Regions from separate parts of the Drosophila melanogaster genome. Here region 1 is linked to region 2. The links are chromatin contacts, called in public targeted proximity ligation maps. All regions are on one chromosome and are shown on one strand. The core of a region is the stretch at or near the end of the contact, and the rest is flanking DNA. Distances in the headings are between cores, read along the strand shown.

Evidence for each region.
Region 1: a contact with region 2 is called in a targeted proximity ligation map of the S2 cell line, with 8 times the contacts expected there. A contact is called at or near these places in 1 of 107 Hi-C or Micro-C datasets (the S2 cell line) and 2 of 7 datasets of targeted methods (the Kc167 cell line and the S2 cell line).

Annotation. Positions count from the first base shown.
Region 1 is chr2L:20,292,241-20,297,995 of dm6, reverse strand. CG12617 reads right to left here and starts at 3,303. Exons shown (of 2, transcript NM_001299169.1): 1 at 3,209-3,303; 2 at 2,192-3,118. The coding sequence starts at 3,110. The coding sequence ends at 2,820. lncRNA:CR43414 (long non-coding RNA:CR43414) reads left to right here and starts at 697. Exons shown (of 1, transcript NR_048017.1): 1 at 697-1,353.
Region 2 is chr2L:20,099,553-20,106,164 of dm6, reverse strand. CG13970 reads left to right here and starts at 2,015. Exons shown (of 1, transcript NM_136183.3): 1 at 2,015-2,779. The coding sequence starts at 2,102. The coding sequence ends at 2,719. It overlaps Kua (Kua,), which reads right to left. Exons shown (of 6, transcript NM_001273691.1): 2 at 4,978-5,221; 3 at 4,323-4,534; 4 at 4,035-4,253; 5 at 3,801-3,970; 6 at 2,790-3,739. The coding sequence starts at 5,218. The coding sequence ends at 3,649.

The DNA of each region.
Region 1 (5,755 bases), core at 2,054-4,553, 190 kb before region 2:
CGATGTGATGAATCAATCGATTGGCTATTAATTGAATCTAAAGCGTACAAAAGATACAATTACTTTCTGTCCTGAGAGTTTAGCATCAACTACTTAACTTATCAGTATCTCCAGCTTACATTTCTCGATATTGTATCTGCCTGACTAATCGCATCCAGAGTCCCACATTAAGCTGCGGCCAGGGAACACTTTAGCTGTTTAGCTGGCGCTGGTAATCCTGGTCGCGGAATGGCGACAACAAATCAGCTCCATCGGTGTGCGATCTTGCGGTTGCCCGGCCATAAACTAAGTGACCACCTGCGAGTTGGAGTCGGTCGGCGGGCATAAAGCAAACTCTTTATGGGCCGCTATGTTCGACGATGACAACGACATCGCGATGGGAAACCATCGGTGGATGGGCACTGGGATCTGTGAACCAGACCGGCGTTCTCGTTTGATGATAATGAAGATCTCCGTCAGAATGGTCTCACTTTTCGCGGAGCACTAAGAAAAAAGCTAGAGCTTGAGTGCTTAATATGAGATATATATTTCAACACGTGAGTAAGGTCCTGTATTTAGCAAATATATACAGCATATATTGATAATTGCAATACTGAAAGAATGTTCTCATTTAATCAAGTTCTAGACTTGGAGGGGGATTCTTTCTGTGTCCTGTAACAAAGACGCCTGGTGTCAAATGAAGGGAATAAATTGACATTTTCAGTGATTTCAAAAAAATGCGACTACACACACAGCCGGCGATCCAGAGGCACAGGGGCCGGAAAAAGAGAGAGTGAGAACCCAAGATCTGGACTCGGACTTGCAACCTGAGTGCGCACTTTCATTTTCAGCTGCCCGCCGCATAATTAATTGCGACCGAAAGTGGACGACGGTTTTTCGTGGCGGCAGAAAGTAAAAAAGCACCCCGATACCCAATCGAAGGAACATCGAACCTGTAGCGACCACTAAACCGGATCAAAACGGCTGGCTTTTCATACCCGTGGCAACTTTCTTCTTGCGGCTTCTGACACACTGAACTGACGCAACGCTACGAAGCGCGTGTGGCAAGTGCGGCAAGTGTCTGCCGAGTGATTCCCTGATCCCCGATCCCCATTCCTGCCCCCAAAGAGTTGATCTTGCAACGCCCACGAAAAATGCAAGGAGGCAGCTCCGTGGCTGCCTGAAATGCCACTTGAATGCCTCGGCATCACAACGAAAATAAAGCAAGTTTTTAGCGCGGAATGTGGGCGATGATGACAAAAAGGAACCAGGGGGCACATGACGATTTCCCACGGAGCAGATGTCCGGAATACCCTTTTTCCGGGGTATCAACCTTTAATCACACAACTAATAAATAGTCAAACTTTGCAATCCAATCAGAGATATCCTTGTCAATGCTTGTCAACTGAATGCTAATTAAGACCCTGGGACACGGAATTTTCCCTATGAAAATAGCGAATAGTGAAGTCTTATTACCATCGACGCTTTACTCAATATTAAAAAATATTATTATTATTTTAATTTGGCAGCAAGGAGCGTTGCAAATGTCGAACCTAAACAAAAAACGCAAAAAATCGTGGCCCAAGGCAAAAAAAAACCGAAGCCAAACGAAAAACCGATCGACAGTGCAACGGCTGACAGAACCAGTTTAATGGCACTTGAAATTTCACCAAAAAATCTGTGAATCTCCAGGCCTAGCTGAGGAGGGGCAGGGGCGGGGGTTGAACGGGGGGCGTGGCAAGTTGATTTGCTTAAAAAGAAATTCACTTTCCTTCGACGGTTTTACTTTTTCAAATTTCGTGTGCGAATGTTTGCTGGCCGTTTCTGGATTTTCCTTCGTTTCAACTTGAGACGAGTATCTCTCTGCACGTCGAATAATTTTCATAATTTAGTAATGGTAGTAAGGATGAGCTGCATAAAAGTGACATTAATTTGACCTCGACAGGGAAATACTTTTCATTTTGAGTAGCTTAAAGTAAAAAGGGGAGAACGAGAGTGAGAGTGGAGTGACTCCTTATAATTTCTTGCTGTGTAGACAAGGCGAAGAAGGTCATGGTGTGTTGTAGATCATGAGGATTGGATGCGAGATACGGGGCCCACAGCCAAAAGGAGGTGGTCAAAGTCAAGTCGGAGGCCTAACTAGGCATGGGACTCCCAGGGACCCAGAAAGTCCACAATCGAATGCATTGGCAATGAGCGCAGAAATACTTTTAATGAAAGTAGGCACTTTGCTTTTTGGGTTTCCTCGGCTTGTTTGGGTTTTTCGTATTTCTCGGGGTTTTACTTTATTTTTTTGGTTTGTTTAGTTTTCCAGCAATTTGATTTGTGGCAGGCAGCCGAGGAAATTGGTCTTGCGGCTTCGGAGGAGCATTTCCACAGGAGCTTGCTCGCTTGGCTCTTGGCTAAAGGTGTTTAAGCCAACTAATTGGACGCGGACAATGGATGGTTTATTGTCTGCGGTGCTACTGTGGATCCCCAATTGGTGGGCAGACTTCAAAGCGGATCTATTTGTGGGGTGTAAACTAAATCAAGTCAGCTTGATTTAGTATGATTTAGCATGGCCTCCTCACTTTCACTATCGACGAGGGTGCCATTTTACGATGGTCACTAAAAGTGGGTAGCACATGAGATTGGATTTTAACCACACACTACATACACTAAAGATGATGCGCCAATAAAATGAACAATTATATTTTAACGATCGATATGGCGCAATTTTAATATGCTGCGTTGTTGATAGAAATAGCGCCACGCAGTTGCAAGTTCTTTTTATGGAAACCCCAGGAAAGTGTTATTCAGAAGTCACCGTTTAAAGGAAAGCGTGTCGTAAGATCAGGGATCTATTTCTTCTCCTTGTCCTTTTCCTCTTGTGGTGGAGGCTCCTCCGCCTGCTCGTCCTCCTCCGGCGGAAGTCCCAAATGCATCCTCGACCATCGGGGCAGGCTGAAGAGGCAGTAGAAGGGAATGATCATCATGACAACCAAGGAACCGCAACCAAAGATCAAACGCTGCGCTGAACTCATCGGAAATCGAGGAGGACCGGCCATGGGAATATAGTTCCGACCCATGGACGATCGGAGCTTAAGGGTCCCCATCTCGTTCAGATGTTTGCGTATTAAAGAAATACTCATGTTGCTCCCTGAAATGGTTATTAATTCGAAATCAAATGTTTAAAAGCTGTATATTTTTAATAGAAATGGCTGCTTCGTAACTTAACTAGACGACTTACCAAAGATGTTAACGCCTGTGTGGATCAAAATAAAATGATATAATATGAAGAAAGATTTATAAGACAATTCACCCCAAATACGGAAGACCCACAGCCTGCTGAAAGCTGGGAGAAAAATTCAGCAGGAAACAATCGAAAGATGCGGTTCAAACACAAAGGTTAAACAGGCATTAAAAATGCTAATGAAAGATATGAGCCCGAAGGCCTGATTTCAATTCAACTCGCAGACACTCGCAGCAAATAAGGGAAAATGTGAAATTTTAATTTGGAATTTCGTGAGTAGACAATTGTCGGGTTGGATGGGATTATTATAAAAAATGTGTGCGATGAACTGCGCGAATGCCAGCGGATTAGTGGAAGCATCTGAGATGGTTTGGATTCATTGAAGGTTGATATGCGTAAGATCGCAGATAATATAAGTTAGAAAACAAACAGAGATAGGTCACAAAATATCTACCGTTTCTAAAGAAAATATAGAATGTTCCCAATTGTCAAGAACTTTATTTTAAAATGCATGTATTATGAAAAAATCACTTAATATTTAACTCAAATACGAATTTAAATTGCCTTTTGCGCGGTTCATTTCTTTTTGATAAAGACTTCTGTTACCCTAGTCAGGCACCACCTGTCGTTGGTTCCTGTCTTTGCTAAGCATGAAACCTAGTACACGAAATGGCCGCACAAAAAGACTGGATTGTGTGGCGCCACAAAATAACTTTTGAAAAATTCACTTGCTAACGACAAAATTATTGCGCCTAGTAAAAATATATGTTGCTTTAGTCAAGTGCCAAGAACAACCAATTTTGCAATATAAATGAAAGGAACTTAGGTATCATAGTTAGATATGATACTGAAAAACAGGAATATTTACAAGGATATTAGTAAAAATCTATTCACACTTCACAGTTCCTAGTTTTTGTTAAAAGCTGACTATTTACAGCAGCTAAAGTTAGGTAATTTTTGGGAATTAAATTTCTCTAGATAAATCCTAACAACATAAATCTTCAATTAACCCTTTGCACTGTGGATCCAAATAATTTGATATCCTTTTAGTATTGCACCCGCGGCCTTCAGTTGTGCTCTCTTTGGGGTTCATTTTCTTATTTCCTTTGTTGGTTCTTTTGCTGTTGCTTTGACAATATTTTTCAAGTTTCTTTTAACATACTTTTCGTCACTTAAGCTACGACAAATATTTTGATAGATGAGCTTAAGCACTCACCGAAGCCGTCGTTGATATTTGAAACTGGGACCTGTCCCGCTTTGAGTTTGCTTACAAGTGGCCGTTTCGCCCACCACCCCCATCGCACCACCACCCATTGCCGCAGGTTTCCCCCAATTCCACCCAATTCCACCCACATCCACCCACTTCCCCGCATGTTCTGGGCCAGATCTTCTTTTCGGTGATGTGTTTGCTCTTTGTGCGGCAGATGAAGTTTGGAGTGCAAGTTTTAAGCGAATTTTGAGCGAGAGTTTCGCCTTAAAGATTTAAGAGGAAAGCAAGGTGTTCGTGTTCGAAAGTTCTATCCCAGGAAAATTTTCGTATGAGTGTGCGATTTCGGGGAAATAAGATGTAATGTAAAGTTCATCATGTATGGTAAAGAAGAGCTCTATAGCAAAAATGAAAAGATCTTGATAAATGTTATCATTTCTTTATAATAGAATATTGCGACAATTCTTCCCTTTGTGTAATCAAGAAAAATGATCTTATACAGGATTAATCAACTTTTACTTTGCTTACTTATTTCTTCTATTTAATTGGAAATTACTTAATAGTTATAGCTACAAAGAAAAAAGCCACGTGCAATAATTTACAAGAATTATGCGTTTTCCTATATCTTTCCGCTCTCTAGCCCCCATAAACTTGAACAGTCAGAGGAAAGTGGAACGAAAACTACACCCAATAACAAAGAAATCTGGAACAGAGGGAAAGTATGAAGCGAGATAAGTTTTCAAGCCGGAAAATTACACAACTTACTGTGGAGGGTGGAGCGGGGGAAGGGGCAGGGGCTAAGGCTAGGGATCAAGCAACAAAACAGGGCCTAAGAATATTTACGATTAGACGCAGGACTCGCATTCAGACAACATTGTGAAGGACTCATGCATATGTATGTGTATGGATATATATGCATGCACGTCCTAGTAGTGTGCATGTGTGTGTGAGTGTGCGGCGGAAGTGGAAGTGAAAATGGCACACGCAGTGTCCTCCAACTAAGTCTCCCTTTTCAGCCACTTGGATCGCTGCCAGCTTGTGTCCGCGTGTGTGTGAGTGGGCCAGTATGGCGCTGTTAGTGTGTGTGTGTGTGTGTGATGAGCAGAGGACAGCCCAGAGTCCTGGTGACACTTGAGTGGAGACAGACAACCACTTGACTGCTGACTCCCCCTGAACAACCAGGACAACAACGGCCAGGCGCCACCGGAACAGAGAAGCAATATCTTAGGGAGGGGCGCGTCATACAGCTGAGGTTAAATTATTATTAGCGGAATTATAATTACCATCTATATCATATATAAAATACAAAAGGCAAATGTGTTTCTAAACTGTTATCT
Region 2 (6,612 bases), core at 766-3,265:
ACCGTCACGGACACAAGGTCAGAGACTTCTACAACCCCACCCAGAGAAGTACCAAAAAGCCTCTCAACATATTTTTTGCCAATCTCGAGCCGGCCAAGAACAACAAGGAGGCCTATAAAGTTACGCGACTCTCCATCTCAGTGGTGACCATTTACCCCACGATAAAGTTTAATGACTTGCCGCAATGCTATCTGTGTCAGGGATTGGGACATACCCAACGGTACTGCCACCTAGATCACAGGTGTGTCAAGTGCGAAGACGGTCACCCAACCGTTGAGTGCAAAAATAATAATATGCCGGCCCATTGCTTGCAAAGCGAAGGACTACATGCAGCCTCATATAAAGTTTGCACCGCATATAAGAAGGTCAAAAGCATGTTCGCTCCAAAGCAGGCGGCAGCTCCACGCGCCCGGTACACCGTGAGCAGCAGCAAGGTTACTTCTAACTTTAGTTATGCCAACGCAACCAAGCAGGCAATTGATGGGATTCATGCCATCCCTCAACCACAGGCCAATGCTGACAACTGATGGAAACAATAATGGGCAGGATGGAAGCCATGTTCGAAAGTATGATGGAGAAGGCGATGAGTCAAATGACTCAGATGATGGCAACCGTCTGCAAGACCCTATGCAAACGGAACAAGACATCACCATCTGGAATGCAAACGGCCTTATCAACAACAAACCCGAGGACGAGCTTTATTGCAAGACCAACCAAGCAGATATACTCTCCATTTTTCAAACTAAGGAACGGCAAGTCTCCAGGCCCTGATCTCATCGATTTTGTTCCCAATTGCTGGCCAACATTTTCAACAGCTGCTTCCCGGCTAGGGTACTTCCCGAAACACTGGAAACGCGCCAAAGTGATATCACCATCCTCAAGCCTGGTAAACCTGAAGCCAATCTAGGCTTTTATCGTGCTGGAAATCCTCTCCAAAATACGCGAAAGAGTATTTTTGCGCAGAGTGTTGCCAGTACTGGAAGATGCCGCTCTGATCCCCAGTTTGGATTCAGACGCTGCCATGGAACACCAGAGCAATGCCACCGGCTTGTTAAGCGCATACTGGAAACGTTCGAAAGAAAGCAATACTGCTGCGCCATAATGCTGGACATCAAACCGGCGTTTGACAAAGTCTGGCACCCTGGTCTCCACTTCAAAATAAAGATGAACCTTCCTAGTTCCCACTTCGCCTTCCTCAAATCCTTTACGGAGGGTAAAGAGTTTCAAGTCAGATGTTCAGATAATTAATGAAAACTCCGACCCATCTACATCTATGTAATATATTAAGTTAATGATACGATGATGATAATGATATCGTATCATCGATACGATATTTCTATAATATCACGACATCCCTAGTAGTTAAGGGGCTCACAACAGTCTACCGGTGCCAACTGCCGGCTGAACTGAAGTGAGCTTCGAAAGGCTGTAGTCCGCTTTATATAGCGGCTTGGCCTGGTGTGACCGCATATCTCGACTCATTTGGAACACATTAGTGTGCCCGATCTACTTTTTGGTTAGAGTGACCCTCTCTTGCCGTACAGTGCGCGCGCTGCTTGTTTGAATTCAAATGTGTTTTGTTTTATTTCTGTTTACTTCATGGTTTTTACCTTATTTTCTAAATTTATTTTACGTTTCTTCATACCTGTTCACATCACTATTTTCTCTTACATCTATCCACGATTATTATATATGAAAGTGCGCATACTGCGTTACATGTTTTTTTTATTATTGCATATGAAAACTAAATAAGTGTGGTCTGAGTTTTCCGGTTATTATCTTTTCCGACCTCTTCAAACTTGTGGGGTATCGCTCATTGCTTGCAGGAGTCTATTGATGATCAATGCATACAATTACCTCTCTTATCTTAGTTGAATGGTGATAAGGCTCAGCCCTAACTTAAGCTATTAAAAGGATTTTAGTTTGCAATTCAGATTAAAGAAAGAAAATTTAAAATTAATAAAAAATTTAAAATTACGAAACTAAGTGGGATATCAAAATGTAATCAACTGCTTAATAAAAAAAATTTGTTCTGCCCATCTCAATGATTATGAATCCGATTTGCCAAGTCGATATCAATAGGCCTGAGTGCCAGAAATGGATGGTCCAGGTATACTCCAAATGTCGGGATCTCTTCAAAACTAATACATTGCCCCATTGGGGTCTAGACAATGCCCCTGTTGTCTATAAGGCGGATGTGGAAGCCATGACCGTCCTAGATTGCCATCGGCTCAAGCGGGCATTGGGCAAGGAAGTGTCTGAAGAGGATGAGGAGGGCGATGAGTTGGATGACCTAGATGATCTGGATGAGGGGGAGGAGGGTCTCGATCCCGGAAGATTGGTGGGTCTATTGCTGGCCCTTTGCGCAATCGCTCTTCTTTTCGTTCTCTTGTGTCGAATGAAGCGCCGAAACATAAAATTAAAGGAAGTTGAGCTTCCAAAACCGGAACCCCAGGAAGCTCCATCCGTTTTACCTCAAAAAAAGAAATTAAATAGAGCCGCCAACTGCAAGAGCTGGATGCGCAGGAGCTGTAGGCCATTCTTCCTCCACAACGAATCCCAGCTAAGACAGTACCAAGCCCGTGCCGAAATGGAGGTGGCTGTACACGAGGAACGCACCCGGCAGAAGATCGCCATGTGGACAAAGGCCCGGGAGAGAGATGCCCAAAAGAAGAGAGATAAGCTCCAAAGGAACGTAAACAAGGCTACCAAAACGTGATGCCTTTTATTTTACAAATATTTGTATGTGCCCCTTTAATGGCAAGCTTTATGCATAAATAAAAGATTTTAAGCTTATTGATTTATTTTCTCAGATCACAAAGAATATTGCCTTCTTAGAATTACAGCGTTGTGCAAGAACACCTCTTCGGTTCGCCGATTACTCTTAATTCTTGTAAATGAAATTAAAAACAATGAAAAAGTAAAATATACAAACTGGTCTCTTACAATGACTAACACTCGCCACTAAAAGTGTGCCAACTAAAACAGAATTCGCTTCTCCAGAAGAGTTTATACTATAAAAACGTTTTAAGGCAAAGGTTAAGTCACGTATTTGATTGCATACAGCGCCTTATTTAATTATCTTTTGAATGTATATGTATGTAGTTGTAAATAAATTTATTCACTTTATAGCCTTTGATAACCAGCGTTTGTTGACAGTATTAAAATGTCTTTTTGTCTCGGACCTGGTTCAAAATCAGTTACTCGCCTAGCTTACATATGTTATATCGAGTATTATTATTGTGTGTAAATCTTAAAAAATTTATCAGACAAGCGTGTGCTCGATAGTTAGTAAAATGTTCATTTTATTATTTAGGTATACTTAAGGCTCACTCGTAGTACGATCAACCTGTGGCGAGATCAATTAGTTTATGCGCTCAGTTGTGAGAGTGTGTGCAGGTGTACAATAGTAATATGGTATTTAAAAACACGAACTTAAACTCAGATAATCAACTATTTTTAACAAACATGCAACTGAGAACTATGCCATTAACCATATAAACCTTATGTATGCAATCTTGTCTCATTTAAAGCTACTTCATTCTGTAAGACATTCCGATTGTATGAAAACATTTAAAGGTGACATATTCAGCAATTAAAGGCTGCTTTTGGTCCAAGTTACCTATATACAGTCGCTGGGCAGTGAAACTATGTGAGTTTCTTGGCCCACTTCAGGTCGTCATCGCGGGGCTTGAGGCCCGTAAAATGCTCGATGATGAGCTCGAATGTTGACCAGAATCTAATCGAATACATAGCATACATATTATAACCGTTAGAGTCAATTTGCTAGAGGGCCATACCTGATGCGTTCCAGTGGCCAGTTAAGCCACCCGGTGGTGATGCAAAAGTAGGTCTCATGTGGCGCCACGTGATGGATGCGATGATGCTTGCGTGGCAGGATGATGTGACAGCTCTGGAGTAACAGGACCCACCTCGGCAATCCCCAATAGGTATGCGACCACTTGTGTATCTTTCGAGTATTAGGATACGTTTTAAGTTAGTTTAAGCAGCCGTGGGAAAACATTTCGATATACCTGATTGGTCATGGCCACGAATATGGAGCAGAGGAACACATAGGCTATCCAGCCGAAGTGTTGCTGTATCTCGCTGGGCGTCCTGATGTAAAAATAGTGGGCCAAGTAGCCGAGAATTGGTATGCCAACCATAAAGTTGTCGCCATTTGTCTCAATGAAATCGTGTCGCGTTATGGATGTGGGATCCAGATGATGCTCGCGAAAGGGTCGCAGGAAGTTCTAGAAGAGTTCAAAATATATGTCTTGTATCATTTATCACATTAGATTCTCGATGTACATTTGGCTTACCTTTCCAATCATCGGTATGTCCACCGATCCCCAGGTGTCTGCCGCCCAGTGAACCAAGCCGGAAGCAAAGTCGGCCGTTATAATGCCGCACAGGGCGGACAGAAAGGCGACACTAATCCGCTCCAATCGCAAGTGTCTAACAATCAGGGCTAGGTTAATGATCATAAGGCCAATGCAGGTGTAGACGCAAATGATTTCCTGGGCACGTTTTCCTGTTTAAATAAAATTTTAAATAAAATAAAACCCCAGGATTTTCTAATGTAATCTAGTGTCTCGACTGTCATATACCCATTGCTGAGGTAAAGCAGCAAGAGAGCGACATGGAAATATGCAAACTGAGATTTCAGAGATTGCACTCTTAACGTACAGACTGTTGTATACTTTTTGCAGAAGCCAATATATATGATTGCCTCGCTATCGTATACCCACTGCTTAGGCAAAAGACGTGAGATATACAAGTAATAATATACAAGTGCGCTCTTTATGTACATACATATATGTTGTATAGGACATTCAAGGCAAGTATTTGATTGATATATAATCGGACATTATCTTAAAGCAGTTTGCTTCTTTTGTAATTATCGGACAAGAAACTTTCTAGTTCACCTTCTGGTAACTTTCTCATAACAGCTTATAATCCGTGGGAACTGCTCACCTGGACTGTACAACAAGGCTAGTTCCTGGGCGCCCTTATTCTGCGGACCCCATCGCGGAGAAGTCGAAACTAAGGTCGCCGAGTTGGGGGGGGATGTTGCTTTGGTGCCAGCGGGGGTGACCTTCAGCTCCTCCGGCTTGACTGATTCCTTATCCTTGGTGGTGGCGGGCGCTAGGTTGCCATTGGGATCGTCCTCGTACATGGAGTTGGCCAGAATATCCATATCGCTCTTGGCCGCCATCGTCTGCGGATGAAGGAGTTTAGAACAGGAGTCGAGCGGAGAAAACAACTGGGAGGCCTTGATGACCGTTCCTGACTGATTGAATTCAATGCAATGGCTGAATTCAATGTCAGGCCACAGGATTTGATTGCCTGTGAATAATGGCATCTGGATCAATTCGTCGCCCCTACATAATTGATGACTGCGAGGCCAGCCACGTGGGCATCAAATATATATTGTATATCTATATATTTAAATCATTAAAATGTTTTCGAAACCAAACCGCCTTGGCTGGAGCGCAACCAAGGGACACACCGTCGCGTAGCTCCAACCGATGACCTCTGGTCAGGGATCCCAGCATGTTGCGACGTTCGTTGATGTCATTACCTCCAGCTGCACCGAATCCCCACCCCTTTTAGCACCCAAACGACTGGTCACGCAATATTTTGGACTTACGCCTGGTCTGCGGGGACCACCAGAAGCTAAGTTGAGTTGAGTTGTCACGGGCGGAGGCGCGGTCTAGAGTTGCCTTAATTAGGCAAATTGGTATTTAAATTGTTGTGAAGGCTATCTAGCTCCTTTTTTTTTTGGGTAGGTTGATAAACGCGATGGGCTTATATTAGGATTATATTTTTAGCAGCTTATTTGTTTCTTTGTTATTCGGTTCTTTATAGTTGATGGGCCACTGCTCGCTCACAAATGGGTTCAAACACGATATGTGGGCGGTGAACGTGTAACAACAAAGTCTCATTTGCGCTTAAAATAGGTTCATAATATTGTTATTGAAAGTAAACTAATGTGCCATTTACACCTCGAGATAAACTATCTCTGGAGATTACGAACTTGATAAGAACAAGAAGAGTGAAGACCAATGTTAATGGTAACAAATCCGTCGCACACATTAAGATTAATCTAATTTGCCATATAAAAGAAATATCCTTCTTGAACTAGAAAGCACTTGCCTATTGATTGCCGTTGCTTTTTTTTTAGTAAATTAGGAATACTAACTCTACCGAACCCCACAATTGGAATTGAAATTGACAAACGCGCCAGCAATTACACAAATTATCCCAATAAGAATCGGAAATATTACACAAATTAACTGTTCCAATGCTCCATGGGCCGTATTTCTTTGGGGAACATTAGGGAATGATGAAAGCACATTAATCAAAACCGGCAACTGCCTATTGATAAAGCACCGTCGAAACACGCGTGCCCATATATTCGTTCCCACTAATGTTTCCGAATCCAGGAGCCTCGTAGGACACGAGAACAGGACCTGTTATGTGACGGTTGAGTTCCAATACGTCCACCTGGCCAACGCAAACATTTCCAGGTGACGTGCACCGGCCAGGATAAACAGATGGACGGAATGAACCCAGTAGAGCGCTGATTCAAATTTCAACTATGGAGAA